Regions from separate parts of the Mus musculus genome. Here region 2 is linked to region 1. Evidence: chromatin contacts called from public HiChIP or PLAC-seq data. All regions are on one chromosome and are shown on one strand. The core of a region is the stretch at or near the end of the contact, and the rest is flanking DNA. Distances in the headings are between cores, read along the strand shown.

What was found. HiChIP or PLAC-seq counts read pairs in DNA pulled down with a chosen protein or histone mark.
Region 2: a contact with region 1 is called in an H3K27ac HiChIP or PLAC-seq map of double positive thymocytes, with 3 times the contacts expected there. The contact joins two enhancer-like sites. A contact is called at or near these places in 1 of 484 Hi-C or Micro-C datasets (B cells) and 3 of 115 datasets of contacts at active chromatin or transcription factors (double positive thymocytes, embryonic stem cells and extraembryonic endoderm stem cells).

Annotation. Positions count from the first base shown.
Region 1 is chr2:118,492,383-118,499,289 of GRCm38.p6, reverse strand. It overlaps Gm32684 (a long non-coding RNA gene), which reads right to left and starts at 413. Exons shown (of 3, transcript XR_374913.3): 1 at 1-413. Within about 2 kb of position 4,014, at least 15 of the 459 cell types and tissues checked have an H3K27ac peak or open chromatin away from gene starts, as enhancers often do. A contact at or near this core is called in double positive thymocytes, where this site is marked.
Region 2 is chr2:118,844,427-118,851,333 of GRCm38.p6, reverse strand. All of the region lies in intron 1 of Gm39913 (a long non-coding RNA gene), which reads left to right. Among named protein-coding and RNA genes, the nearest start is that of Gm39913, 14 kb to the left of the region's middle. Within about 2 kb of position 4,418, at least 16 of the 459 cell types and tissues checked have an H3K27ac peak or open chromatin away from gene starts, as enhancers often do. A contact at or near this core is called in double positive thymocytes, where this site is marked.

The sequences.
Region 1 (6,907 bases), core at 2,765-5,264:
CTCCGGGCTTGTCATGGGCTGGAAACCACACGAGGGAGAGCTTTCCACACAGCTTCCAGACAGCTCTTTTCAGCTGGGCCTGTCCCCAGAGGCTCCTACGCTGCTTAGTGTTGCCAGCTGCCTGCTCCCATCACATTGGTTAGATTTCTCATCTTGTCAATCCACCTGCCTGTTGGCGGAGCATCTGCCAAGAGCAGTCTTAACAGAGTGGCCAGGAAGCTTGGGGTCCTGGGAGAAGCTAGCCTTGACCTTGGTGTAGAGTCCTACCTCAATTCCCAAGTTCTTTTCATTAGTCCCAGTAGAGACATAGTCCCTACCACTACTACTCTTTATTTTGCCTAAACTTGAGAAGGGTGATATTCTCTAGGAAGGACTATTTGTGGCACTCGTGTGCCGGCCTGTACTCCTGTACACAGTCGCTTGCTTTTTCCCTGAAGGAACACAGGTCGGCTAGTCACATTCTATTCAGAAGAACCCAGACTGTGAGGGACAGCTGAGAAGGGATGGAGAGATCACTGATGCTTCACAAAAGTCAGGGCTGTCTGTTTGGAGTGAGGCGCCAAGGGTTACAGCGCTGAGGGGAGGGGAGCTGGGGAGAAGGCTTAGTAACCACTAAGAGCACTCCGACAGAGGTGGGCATTTGCTTCTCAGTACCCACATTAAGTGGCTCCCAGGCATCTGCAACTCCAGTTCTAGGGGATCCAAGGCTTTCTCTGGCCTCTGTGGGCAAACACACATGAAGGCAAAGCATCCATACACAGAAAATGCAGTACATTTAAAACTGATGTTTGATTAATTAGTTATGGGCGTCTATGTGCAGACACCTGCACCTGCACGTGCCATGGTACTTGTGTGTGGAGATGGGAAAACACCTTGCAGGAGTCTCTTCTTCCACTATGTAGGTTCCAGGGATCGAATCCAGGTTGTCAGACTTGGCAGCAAGTGCCTTTCCCAACTGAAGCATCTTGCTGGCCTTGCCCCTCTAGCGCGTGCGCTCTCTCTCTCTCTCTGTGGTTTCATTTCATTTTATTTAAACTTTTGAGATAGGATGTCACTAAATTTCTCGGACTGGCTTTAAACTTGTGACCTTCCTGCCTCAGTTTCTGGAGTAGGTGGGATTACCGGCCTGTGCCACTAGACTCGGCCAGTGAAGTCTACTAGAAAGGGAGAAGGCGTTTGGACTGGGGGATATCACTAGAGAGCGCTGGAGGAAGGCAGACTGAAGTCATGGGGACCCTGGCACAGATGCAGAGATGGGGAGGCCTCTCTTCCAGGGGAGGAGACCTGGAATAAAACACATGCAGAGAAAGACCAGCTGCCAGGACCCTGAAAGAGGTCACCTGCCTCTCCTCCAGGACAACTTTGATCCATATCCCTTGCCCACTGCCAAAAGAGGCTTAAACTCTCCCTGGAGGCTGCATACGTGAGTCTGATGGACTAAACAGAGGGTTAGCATGTAGAAAGGAATACAGATTCTCCTTCTTGGCTTATGTGTATGAGTGCATGCGTGTATGTATGTATGAAACATAAGTATGAAAATTGTATCCATACGATATGAATGGGCTCGACCACCTTACCCATAGGGAAGACTGTGAAATACTTAAAGCAGACAAATCTTAGAGATGGACGGTTGAAGAGCAGACAATGGTTTGGGACCAGGTTCCTCTGCGCCCTAAATATGATGATTGCTTTCCAGTCTCTTCCTCTGGTAGTTCAATCTTCCCTGATTAGTGGCGTTTCATTAAAATGATTGAAGAATACTGAAGAGTTAAGTCTTTCTTGATTAGTGGCATTTCAGTAAAATGACTGAAGAATACTGAATTCTTCCTTGGTTGGTCTGGTTTTAAGGGATCGTTGGTGGAAGCCTCGCTATGTGTTTAGGAGGGGGAGGACTGAGAGAAGAGACAGGGCTGTGCTGGGATGTCAGAGATGCCTCAGGGCTCCAGTTTTTAGTCCTTTTAGTTCAGCTGCTGGGCTTTGGAGTGATGTTTGCTGAGCCTCAATACCATCAGTTCTGACCTTATCAGTCTTCCCTACTCTGCATTTCTGTCCTCAGGAACACTATTCCTTACAAGAACTGTCCAACCCAGTCTATGGTTTAATAAAGAAAACCCATGTTCTTGGTCTCTGTCCCCGTTTTTTGGCATAGAGCTTCAGAAATATCTGGGATTTCCTAAGTGATAGAAATATCCTTCATTGTTCTTAGGAATCCACCCCACCCAATTTTATGCTAATGAGGAGACTCTTGGTGGTCCTAGCCTTGTCCAAAAGACCAAGAATGTCACCAATAGGTTAAACCGGTCATCTCCAGCCTGTGTCCTACCACACTCCGAACCTCTGGGAAGGGAAGGAGGGTGTTCCAGACTGAGGTCATCCAGTAGCCAGTTGTTGTCAGCGATGCCCAGCTGGAAGCTCTGGGCATGGATGTGGCAGGATCTTCCTGTCAGGGAATGTAGGGGTGCTGGGAGGGAGCCAGAGTGTCCCACAAAGGGCTTCAGCTCTGGGCCTCTCCACTCAAGATGCCACCCTGCGTGTCTCTTCCCTTTGGCAGTTCCAGAATCTCACATATAATTTTAAAAAAAATTATAAAACTGCTGGCTACATAGCCTGGGCTGGTTTCCAACTCAAGTGCCTCCTGCCTTTGCCTCCAAGGGCTGGTTTTATAGGTGTATGCTATCGTGTCTGTTTTACAATAAACACTATTGTCCAGAATGAGCTAAAGAGCAAGTCCCTATCTCAAAACAAAAGCATAAAGACAAAAACTAGGGTAGGGAGGGCACCAGGAGCGATGGCTTCGTGGCTAAGAGTGTTACGGCTGTCCTGTCTGTCCCCTAGCGCCATTTCAAATAGCTAATGGCAGCCTGCGAGCGACTCCAATTCCAGGGGATCCAAATCTGCTTCTGCACCCCACTCATGAATAAAAATATTTTTCCATATTTTTTTATTCACATTGCATCCCAATCTCAGCCCCTCCCTCCTCGCCTCCCAGTCCTGCCCCTTTTTGTTTCTGAGACAGTCTTTTGTATTGCAGGCTTGTCTCTGACTGACTAGGTAGCTGAGGTTGGCTTTGAACTTTTGATACTTCTGCCTCAGCCTCCTCATGCTGGGATGGCAGGCATGAGCCAGGATGCTCAGCTCTGAGTGATGTTAGGAAGGTGGTGTGGTCCTCTGGATTTGTACCCACATCAGAGAGGGGTGCAGGTAGCCTAGCAAACCCCACTTGCATCCAACATCCAAAGTAAAGGCAGACTTTGCCTTTTACGTCTTAGGACCTGACAGTATGAGCTAGTGTGGACCCACAGGCTGGCGTTACAGAGCTGTCATCTGTGTACAAAGGTGGGCTGGGGATGCAGCTCGGGTGGAAGAGTACTTGCTTCACATTCACAAAGCCCTGAGTTCTAGCCCAGCGTGGCGTAAACCTGACATTCTGATGCATGCCCATAATTCCAGCACTGGGGAGAGAGACAGAAAGACTGGGAGTTCAATGTCCAGGGTTCCCCTCATTCCGAGTCTTTCTTCTCTTCAGTCTGCCTTCTTCACTATGTGGGAGCAGCCGTACCCGTGGACCCTGTCTTATACCTTCCTCTCCCCCTCTCCTCCGCCTCATCTCTTTTGAGACAGGGTTTCTCTGTGTAGCCCTTGCTGCCCTGGAATTCACTCTGTAGACCAGGCTGCCCTAGAACTCATAGGTCCGGACCCCCCCCACCCCCCCCCCCACCCCACCCCACCCCCGCCAACCGAGGGCTATACATCACTCTTGACTCTTTTAGGCAGTAAGGTTTTTTTGTTTTTGTTTTTGTTTTTGAGGAAAGAGGCCCAGGACTTCTTGAGTGCCTGAGACAAAGGAGCTGCTCACAAAGCCCTCTGCCTGCTTGGTAGACAGGAGGGGAAGGTTATTTTGGACGAGGACAACTGCTGACTTAAGGAAGGTTGAGTACCCCTAGAAGGTGAAACCCCTCCACCTCTCTACTTCCTGTTAGCTGAGAGAGGCGGTGCCTGGGATGGGCAAGGGTGGGAGCGGGGCCTCTGACTCTGAGGTCCTGACACCTCTCCTGAGGTTGCAGGTGCTCACGCAGGCTGACGAACACACACCCTCCCGTGTGCACACAAGCAAGCCCCAGGCCTGCCTGCCTGGGCTACAACTGGGAATCACTACACAGGCTTACCCTCATTCTTCTCTACTTTTGCTTTTTTGCCAAAACTCGATTTGGCAGAGCGCAGGTCTTCAGACCAAACGCCATGGGGGAACATCTTGTTCCCTTCTCCCACACCTTCGTCCACCCTTCAACCTCCAACACTGCTTCCTGCCCTGAAATCGCCTCCAAGGGCCTAGGATTGTGACTCCTTTTGAAATGGCTCTTGGGTTCCTTTGGCCTAGGACACCTGGGTAAGCTGATAGGAGACCGCAGAGCAGTGTGACTCGGTCTCTTCTTGCACACTGGAACGACAACCAGCCATAGACATTAAGTTGACTCTTCTTCCCTGGGGCTGCTGAGGCCTAGAAGGGAAAGGTTGAGAACTTCAGAAGGACACAGAAGCTGTTTAGGAGACCGAGCTCCCTCCTTCATCACTGCCCATGCTGTGGCTCTGAGGAGCTAGCATGAGTTCTGTTCCCTCCTCCCTTCTTCTTTCAGAAGAATTATGGTTCCTGTGGTCTTTGCCTCCTGCCCCCCCCTTTAGCTCCTACCCCCTCTTAAGCATACCCCAAGGCTTAGAAGACAAAATGTTAGCTCTTTAAATCATCATGGGGACTTGATAGCGGTGCCAAGATTTTTGGTTTTTTGTTTGTTTTGTTTTTTTGCTATAACTGCTGTAGGAATTCAGGGGCTGCCATCCCTAAAGATTCCCTTTTCTGGGCTCCATGGTTTGGAGCACTAGCTGCTCTTCCAGGGGTCCTGAGTTCAATTCTCAGCACCCACATGGCAGCTCACAACCATCTGTAACTGTAGTCCCATGGGATCCTATGCCTTCTTCTGCTGTACAGATAAACGTGCAGACAAAACACTTATATGCACAACACAAAAATAACCAATTTAAAAGATTCCGGGGCTGGTGAGATGGCTCAGTGGGTAAGAGCACCCGACTGCTCTTCCAAAGGTCCAGAGTTCAAATCCCAGCAACCACATGGTGGCTCACAACCATCCGTAATGAGATCTGATGCCCTCTTCTGGTGTGTCTGAAGACAGCTACAGTGTACTTACATATAATAAATAATAAATAAATCTTTAAAAAAAATAAAAAATAAAAGATTCCGATTCAGATTGAAGGACTTGGAGAACAGCTTATGTATGGGGGTGTAGGGGGACTTTCTCTGGACTGTGCTTACTGGCCTTAAGGTAAACACTCTAGAAGACGCTGGAGTGGTGTGACTCCTCTGTGATGAGTCTGGAGCTCCTCACCATGCTCAGACAGGCATTGTCACCTGTTCTCCTGAGAGCCCACTCATTTTCTCCCTAAATCTTTTGTCTTCCCCTCCCTAGAAGAAGCCATATACACTTCTAGATCTTACTTGCTATTGGTCCCTTCCCTCCTGTGAGGAACACATCTACACACACACACACACACACACACACACACACACACACACACACACACACACACACTCATCCAATGCCAGCGTAACTTAATTATTAAATCCTGGGAAGGTAGAGGGCAAGTTCTTTTTCTCCTACACTAACTGGAAAACTTATAATGGACATTTTAAGGAGACACTTAAGGGAGACACAGAGCTGGGAAGGCTGGTGTCTGTCCTTCCCAGCTATTACTGAACCCCACTCTTCTCTGGCCAGTGTGACCCTCCCTCAGATCTCCCCCATTTCCCAGTCCTGTGTGTGTGACTAAGAACATCCAGCATCCGGAAGCCTCCCGGCTCCTCTATACCAAGAGCTTGGAATTTTTCAGTAAAACTACAGCTTGTTCTTTCCTTCCTTCCTTCCTTCCTTCCTTCCTTCCTTCCTTCCTTCCTTCCTTCCTTCCTTCCTTCCTTCCTTCCTTCCTTCCTTCCTTCCTTCCTCTTTCCCTCCCTCCCTCCCTTCTCTCTCTCTCTCTCTCTCTCTCTCTGCCTCTTCCATCTTTCTTTTTAAAAAACAAACAAACAAATAAACAAACAAAGTGTTGCTATATATTTCAGGCTGGGCTTAACGCACAATAGAGCCTAGAGTAGTTTCAAATTCACAATGATCCTCCTGCCTTAGCCTCAAATACTTGGGTCACAGCCCTGTGCTACTATGTGCCCAGGTAGTTCTTTTTTTACTATCGAATTATTTAATTTATCACTGTGTGTGCATGTGTATTATGTGTGTGGGGGGTACGCATGTCATAGCAACCATTTGTGATCAGAGGACAACCTTGCAGAGTCAGTTCTCCTCTTGCACCTTTCCATGGATTCTGAGGATGGAATCCTGGCTGCCAGGCTCAGGTGGCAAGTGCCTTTACCTGTTGGGCTGTCTTGCTGGCCCCCTCCTAATTTACTCTTCTTGAGAGAAATTCTCAAGTCAAGAGGCCCATGTCGGTTTTAGTCTCTGTCTCTCTTTTCTGTTTTATTTTATTTTTGAAGACATGGTCTTGTTCAGCCCAGCCTGAATTTGAACTCATGACATAGCTAAGGCTGACCTTGAATTCCTGATCTTCCTGCTTCTGGCCTCCAAAGTGCTGGAATTATATATGTACTGTCTTCAAGAGTAGTCAGGGCTCATATTATAGATGTGCACCATCATGCTTGCCATATATATATATTTTTTTTTTGAGACAGGATCTCACACTTTATTCTAGGATGTCCTGGTATTCACTGTGCAGCCCAGACCAGCCTCAGACTCAAAGAAATCTTCCTGCCTTAGTGTTCTAAGAGCTGAGATTACAAGTATTGCCAACTCCCCTGATAATCTTTGTCTTTAAGTGACGATATGAA
Region 2 (6,907 bases), core at 3,169-5,668, 350 kb before region 1:
GCCTCTGACTTATGTGCACAGATATATATGTGCACACACACACACACACACACACACACACACACACACACACACACAAGATAATTAAAGGTTAAAATAAAATCTTTAAAGATTAAAAATAAAGACAATGCAAAGAATGTTAAATCACTTTGCTCTGCACCTAGCATGTTTTTCACAGGGTCTTGAGCATAGCATCATGGCCTGTGAGCTCACTTGGAAGAAACTACGTGTAATTCCATCTCTCTGTTGCATAGCTGATGAAATACTGTATATGGGCTGTGATCAGATCATTAACTCCTAGGGCCAGTGCTGTTTTGTGGCTGCTCCTAACTGAAATTACCAAATAGGTGATATGAGATGACTGGGTGTTACTGAGGTCAACAGGGTGGGAAGAAAGACAGAGCAAGGAGTCTGCTGACCTTGATAAGCGATGGAGGTGACTTAAAGCACAAATAAAAATCACCCCCTTCTTCACAGGAGATGGACGGGGACCATTATGAAAAACATAAATATTATCCAGAGAGATTTAGTATACTGGGTCTCACTATATTGGACTGTCAGCTATATATTTCAGGAAAAAAAGCTTCAGAAAGCTTTAAACCCTTAAATACAACTTCTAGATGTAGCTTTACCATTCTTAAACTGAGATCAAGCAGAGGAGAAAGATACACATCTGAGTTGAAAAGGCTAAGAAGAGGCCAACAAAGTTTTATCCTGCCTTTTGAGAAACCATGCCACCTCTAAGCCAGATAGGAAACACGGCTCTGAAGGCACCAAGGAAGGAGGCTCATTTTATCTACCAGCAGCCTAGACATCGGAGGAAGGATTACCTCAAGGACAGCCGTCACTAAAGACCTCTGCATCACCTTCAGGCAAAGGGGGGCACTGTAAATAGGACTGCATTTGATTGTGAAAAGCTAGAATCAGCCCCAGAGGGGTAGTCATTAGCCATGTCTGACCGAATTGGCCAAATGCCCTCTGCACTGAAGCTTCTACATTGTGGGGCGTTGCAGTGGTCCCTAGATAGTATTGTGGCCAGTTCAGTAGGTCTCCTCAATTCCTACCTATACAAAGGCCACCCAGTTTTATTCTCTCTGTTTTCACATTATTAAGGGGTCTGAGGGGGGCTTTGGTGGAATTTAAGTCTATCTGTTTAATGTGTCTGGAGTGATCACATAGTTACCCTCCAATTTCTGATCATTCCTGAATGTTCTGTTTCCTCACCAAGGAAAGGCTTCTTGCAGACTGGCTATTAGCTTTACCCTACCTACCAGTCAGGGATCCCATTACATACACTTAGTTAATTTATGTGTAAACACTGCTGAGCCTGAACACCATCCCCTATAGTGACAGATGAGCTATTCCAAGAATTATGGAACGCCATACACAAATACACACAGTTCACTTTTGTTCTTGGAAAGGCCTTCCAAATGGGTGGCCTTTAAACACATCTGAAGGCAGGAGTCCCTTTGCTGCAAAACCAAATCAAACCAAACCAAACCAGAAAACAACAACAACAAAAACAAACAAACAAACAAAAAAACCACCCTCAAAACCCAGTACTCAACAGCCAGAAACAAGGATATCAGCTATTAGTAGGATATCATCCATTAATTTATACATTTCTCAAATATATTTTAATTGGGTCTTGTTACTGTCCACATAACAGTCTCATCCTTTTTCTGTAAAAACGTAGTGGGGATTATCACTGAGCCTAAGACCTTGTTGTATTCATTCTTCCTGGAGAAAGACACAATTGTCCAGTCACAAGCTGGAGAGATGGCTCAGTGGTTAGGTGTGTTGATAGCTTTCCCAGAAGAACTGGTTAAATTCCCAGTACTCACATGACAGCTTACAACCATCTGTAATTCCAGTTTCAGGGGATCTGACACCTTCTTCTGGCATCCGCAGGCACCAGACATGTATGTGGTGTGGTGCACAGACATATATGCAGGCAAAACACCCATATACATATCGTAAAAATTAAATCAGACGAACAAACCAAAACAAATAAATGCCTGTTCACCTCAGATAGGCACAAAAACAGACCAAAGTGCTTCATATCAAAGTCTAGGTTGGTGAGGCTGTAAGGTTCCAAGGAGACCTGGAAAAGTCACTCAGCACCTGTGGTTCTTTCCAGCCCTTCTCCCTGCCCTACGGCTCCCCTCCCCACCCCACCCCCACCCCCCGGGACTGGGCTTCCCAACTTCTCTTTCATATATAACCCAGCCATTTTGGCCACATAGTCTCTTGGTTCTTCTTCCTCCCTTGGTCCTCCTGGCTCCCATCTTGGTCCATTTGTCCTCTCTGTCCCTGCCCTTTTCTTCTGCGCTTGCTCCCTCCTCCTCTCAGGCCCATTTCAATCTGGGCCCTTCCAGGTGCCTCTGGCTGAACTCTCCCTCGTCATCTATAACAAAACTGTCTCCTCACGTCCTCATTTTTATTCAGAGACTAAAGAGTTTATTGGACTTACTTATAGATCTAGGATGAAGGATTACCTACAGAGTGTGGGTGATCAGCTGCATCACTACCAAGTCCCATCCCATTATGGACAGTGACCTTCTAGAAACTGCACCATTGGGTCCTGCTGTCAATTAATCTTGCGTTTTCTATATAGCCTTGTGGCTCTTGAGAGAGCTTTCAGATGGGGAGGAGGCAAAACAACAGCTAAGGCCTTAGACAAGGGTCTTTGACTCTCTTTATCTCCATCTACTAGAGGGAACTAGTAGTTCCATAACCACCACCACAGACCTGGCTACCACTGTAATGCCCTGCTGTGGCTGTCATGGCTACCAGGACAAAGTCCAAGATGACCTGAGAGCAGTAAGGAAAGCAGTTTCCCCTGGAGTTCCCAATCACTATGTATTCTCACACAAATGTTCTCTGACACCATATAGCTTAGTGTCTTGGGTCTAAAAGAATGGGCTGATCCTTAAACTAACATCATGCAATAATACCTTTGAACAGTTCTCCTTCAGGGATCCTAAGACAGCCTTTCTCTTTTTGGCAATGCCTTGGCTCAGGAACTTGGAGCTGCATCTTAAGGGGTGAGCCTGTCCTGATTTAGTTATACCAGAAACATAAATGAACTTATGTGTGCCTTTCCACAATGCCAGAATTTGTTGAAAAAACAACATATTCAAAATGGACGGCTCTCTGCTTCCTCTATTCTAATGAAATGTGATCAGCCAGCTTGCTCCTGCACGCTGCCTTCTCTGACTGTCCCCATGTCTTCCTTACTATGATGAGCTCTGTCCCCCTGGAACTAAAGCCATTGAGGCCAGGGAATGTATGGCAGGGTTACACTCCCTGTGAGGAGACCCTGTAAGGTCACTGTATGGCGCTATAGCTATAAAGGTGGAGCCTTGGTTGAAGATGTCATGAGACACCTGCCAAAAACTGCATAGAGGGTAGAATCAGATCAAGAGAATGAAGTATGTTACAGGCACTAAAGTTGGAGGGTCAGAACCATCTAAGCCATTGATACTGAAACCCTGGACATGGAACTATAGGATTTGGTGTTTACTCTAAGTTTTGGTCTTGCTTTGGGTCAATGTTTCCTCATTATATCTATCTCTGCCCTTTGGGATGAGATGTGATGTAATCGTATGTTGGAAGTATACAATGTGCCTTTTGATTTTACAGAAGGAACATAGTTAAGAGATTGCCTTGAGTTTCAGAAGAGATGTTGGACTTTTGAAGAATGTTAAGACTATTCAAAACTATAGGGACTTGGAACTACGTGCATTTTGCATCATGGGATGGCCATGCTTATGGGGACCATGGGTGGAATGTGGCGATTTGAGTGAGAAATGCCCTCCCTAGGCTCCTCACGCATTCAAACACTTGGTCCCCAGCTGGTGGTGTTGCTTGGGAAGATTACGGAATCTTTAGGAGGTGGAGCCTGGCTAAAGAAGGTGTCTGTCAGGAGTGGGGGAGCTTCGAGGTTCACAGCCTAGCCGGTCTGTCAGGAGTGGGGGAGCTTCGAGGTTCACAGCCTAGCCAGTCTGTCAGGAGTGAGGGAGCTTCGAGGTTCACAGCCTAGCCGGTCTGTCAGGAGTGGGGGAGCTTCGAGGTTCACAGCCTAGCCGGTCTGTCAGGAGTGGGGGAGCTTTGAGGATCACAGCCTAGCCAGTCTGTCAGGAGTGGGGAGCTTCGAGGTTCACAGCCTAGCCAGTCTGTCAGGAGTGGGGAGCTTCGAGGTTCACAGCCTAGCCAGTCTGTCAGGAGTGGGGGAGCTTTGAGGATCACAGCCTAGCCAGTCTGTCAGGAGTGGGGGAGCTTTGAGGATCACAGCCTAGCCGGTTTACTGTTCTTCCCCCCACCACCTCCTCTGTTTCCTGCATGTAGATGAAATTTGACCATCCAGCTTCCTGTTCCTGCAAGCATGCTTCCCTGCCTACTGCCTTTTATTCCTCTCCATTACGGACTCTTGCCCCTATGAAACTCTAAGCCAAAATACACCGTCTCCTCTGCCCAGTAAGTAACAAAAACAAAACAAACCAAAAAAAAAAAAAAAAAAAGCCCAAAAACACAGTGCAGTGGTTTCAATGACAGACATTTTCCAGAGAATTACACTTACATTAGCAATCTGGCTGAGGCTAATGCAGGTTTTTAGAATTCTATTCATAATTATTAATATTAACTATCAATTAACACAGGAAAACTCTCTTTATAGGAAGACTTATATCTATCGATAGAGATAGCTATAGATCTACCTATGTATCTATTATCTATCTATCCTTCTACCTATTTGAACTGAGTCCAGCTTCGAGGTGAAAGGTTAGAACTGGGTTGGAACACGGTGAATGGTGTGTTCAGGTCCAGATGGGCAAGCAGGAGGGGCAGTGAAGTAGGCTGTGTCAACAGTGGGAACCCAGCCAAGCAGAAGCCTTGACGACAGTGGGGGTTCTCCGACTGTCAGTCCTTGCTTACACACCAGGTGTCAGATGAACAGTTGGTGGGGGCGGGGCTGTACTACGTAGCCACACTTTATGGGGTCCAGGAGAGGGAGCTACATTCTTGTCATTCTGACAAGTCTGATAAAGTCTTGATCTTAGTTTCCCTTCTATGATTTTAAACATTCCAGGTGTCCCTACAGTCCAACTCAACCTGATAAGTTTACAGGATGGCCCCTATTCTATTCCCAGGAATAAGTCATCTATCAGCAAGGGTGGTACTGGGCAGGTGGTGGTGTTTACATGTCAATCCAGGCATGCAATTATTTTCCACCCTCAAGTGAAGTCTAAAGCTGCTTATAAAATGGAGGGTCTGAGGACAAGGTGTGGCCTGAAACCCCACTATTTTTTACAACATGGAGTAATTTAGATGACCTATTCTCAGCATGACCTTACTTAGTATGAGATAATATTCTTTTCTGAGACCTCTCAAAGAAGGCTCCACAAACTAATACAGTCATGGTCTCTATTTTCTTTTAAAGCTTTATTTATTTAATATGTGTGGGTGCCCACGCCTTAATGCATGTATGTGTACTACATGTTGACAAGTTGGATCCCCAGAGTTGGAGCCACCTGTGGGTGCCGGGAACTGAACCCAGGTCCTTTGCAAGATAAGTAAGTGTTCTCTTAGATGCTGAGCCATCTCTCCAGCTAGCAAACACACAGAGTTTAAATTTATAAGAATATAAATTCTCCCCTGCCAAGTTCCAAATAATGGGAAGAGAGCTGTCTCCCAAAATTGTATCAGAGATCCTAACACCAACTCCTTAAAAACTAAAAGGCAGTTACCATCATTCTTGGAAATAGTGGGATTCTATCAAATCTGTAGCCCCAACTTGAAGTGGCTGCCCAGATCCTTTACCAGGCTCTGGATGGGAGGGGTCAGGGATCTTTTCTTTTGGTGCAATTTCGTTCTGTTGACACAGGGTCTTTCTACGCAACCCGGCTGGTCTCAGCCTCCTGCCTTAGCTTCCTAGTTGGTTGTTTCCCATATGTGCTACTACGCTGGGCTTGATTAGTAAATCAATGCTATAAGCAGCATTTACTAAGTTAACGCATCAATAAGTTCTTCCCTAACGCTTGGGCTGCCAGACTCGGAGTAGCCCTTCACCTGCTTTGTAGTAGAGACACAGGAAGTGGGACTAGGGCTGCTCACTCCGAAGCTGGTTAGAACCCCCAGGCTTTGACTTATTTCTGTAGACAGCTAGATTCAGTCGTGTAAGGATGGCTTAGATAATGGTTAACCACCAACACTTTAATAGTAGAAATCACTAAGTTAGCCTTGACAACGACACTAGAGGTATTATGTCCATATCAAAAATCAAGCTGTGATACAGACTAAAGGACATCCATGGATGACTGGGGCAAGACGAACAAAGTCATAGGCCTTGTTATTAGCTATCTGTGAAGTATCCTCGTGGGGGTGGGGTATACACCAGTGAAGGCTGCTTGGACATGGGTTTAATCCAGAAGAAAGTCTTCATTAGCTGGCCATGGACTACACTGGGTGTCTGGGATCCCAGTGTAGCCCAAACCTTTCTCAGGGTGAGATTTTTTAAGCACAAGAACCATGTCCTAGGTTAACATAGTCACTTAACAAGAACAACTGTTCTTGTTAAGCCAGAAGTGGAACCAGGGAAGCCAAGAAGCAAGGTTTGCCCATTTAGAGACTTTCCCATAACTGTGGACTTTGCCTTTAGAGACCTTCCCATAACTGTGGACTTTGATGGATTGGGTCGTTGTCTTGGTTTTGGCAGGGGCTGGCTGCTGTTTAACTGCTGATTTCTACAGCCTGACTGTAAACCTGTGAAGCTGAACGGAGTTGGTCAGTTGTGCTAAGGTCTGGGGCCTGTTAACCTTATGACAAGCTCTTCCTGCCACTGTCAGACAGACCTCTCTCACTCCTCTGTGACATCCACAGAGTACGTTCCTGCAGGTGGTGAGATTTA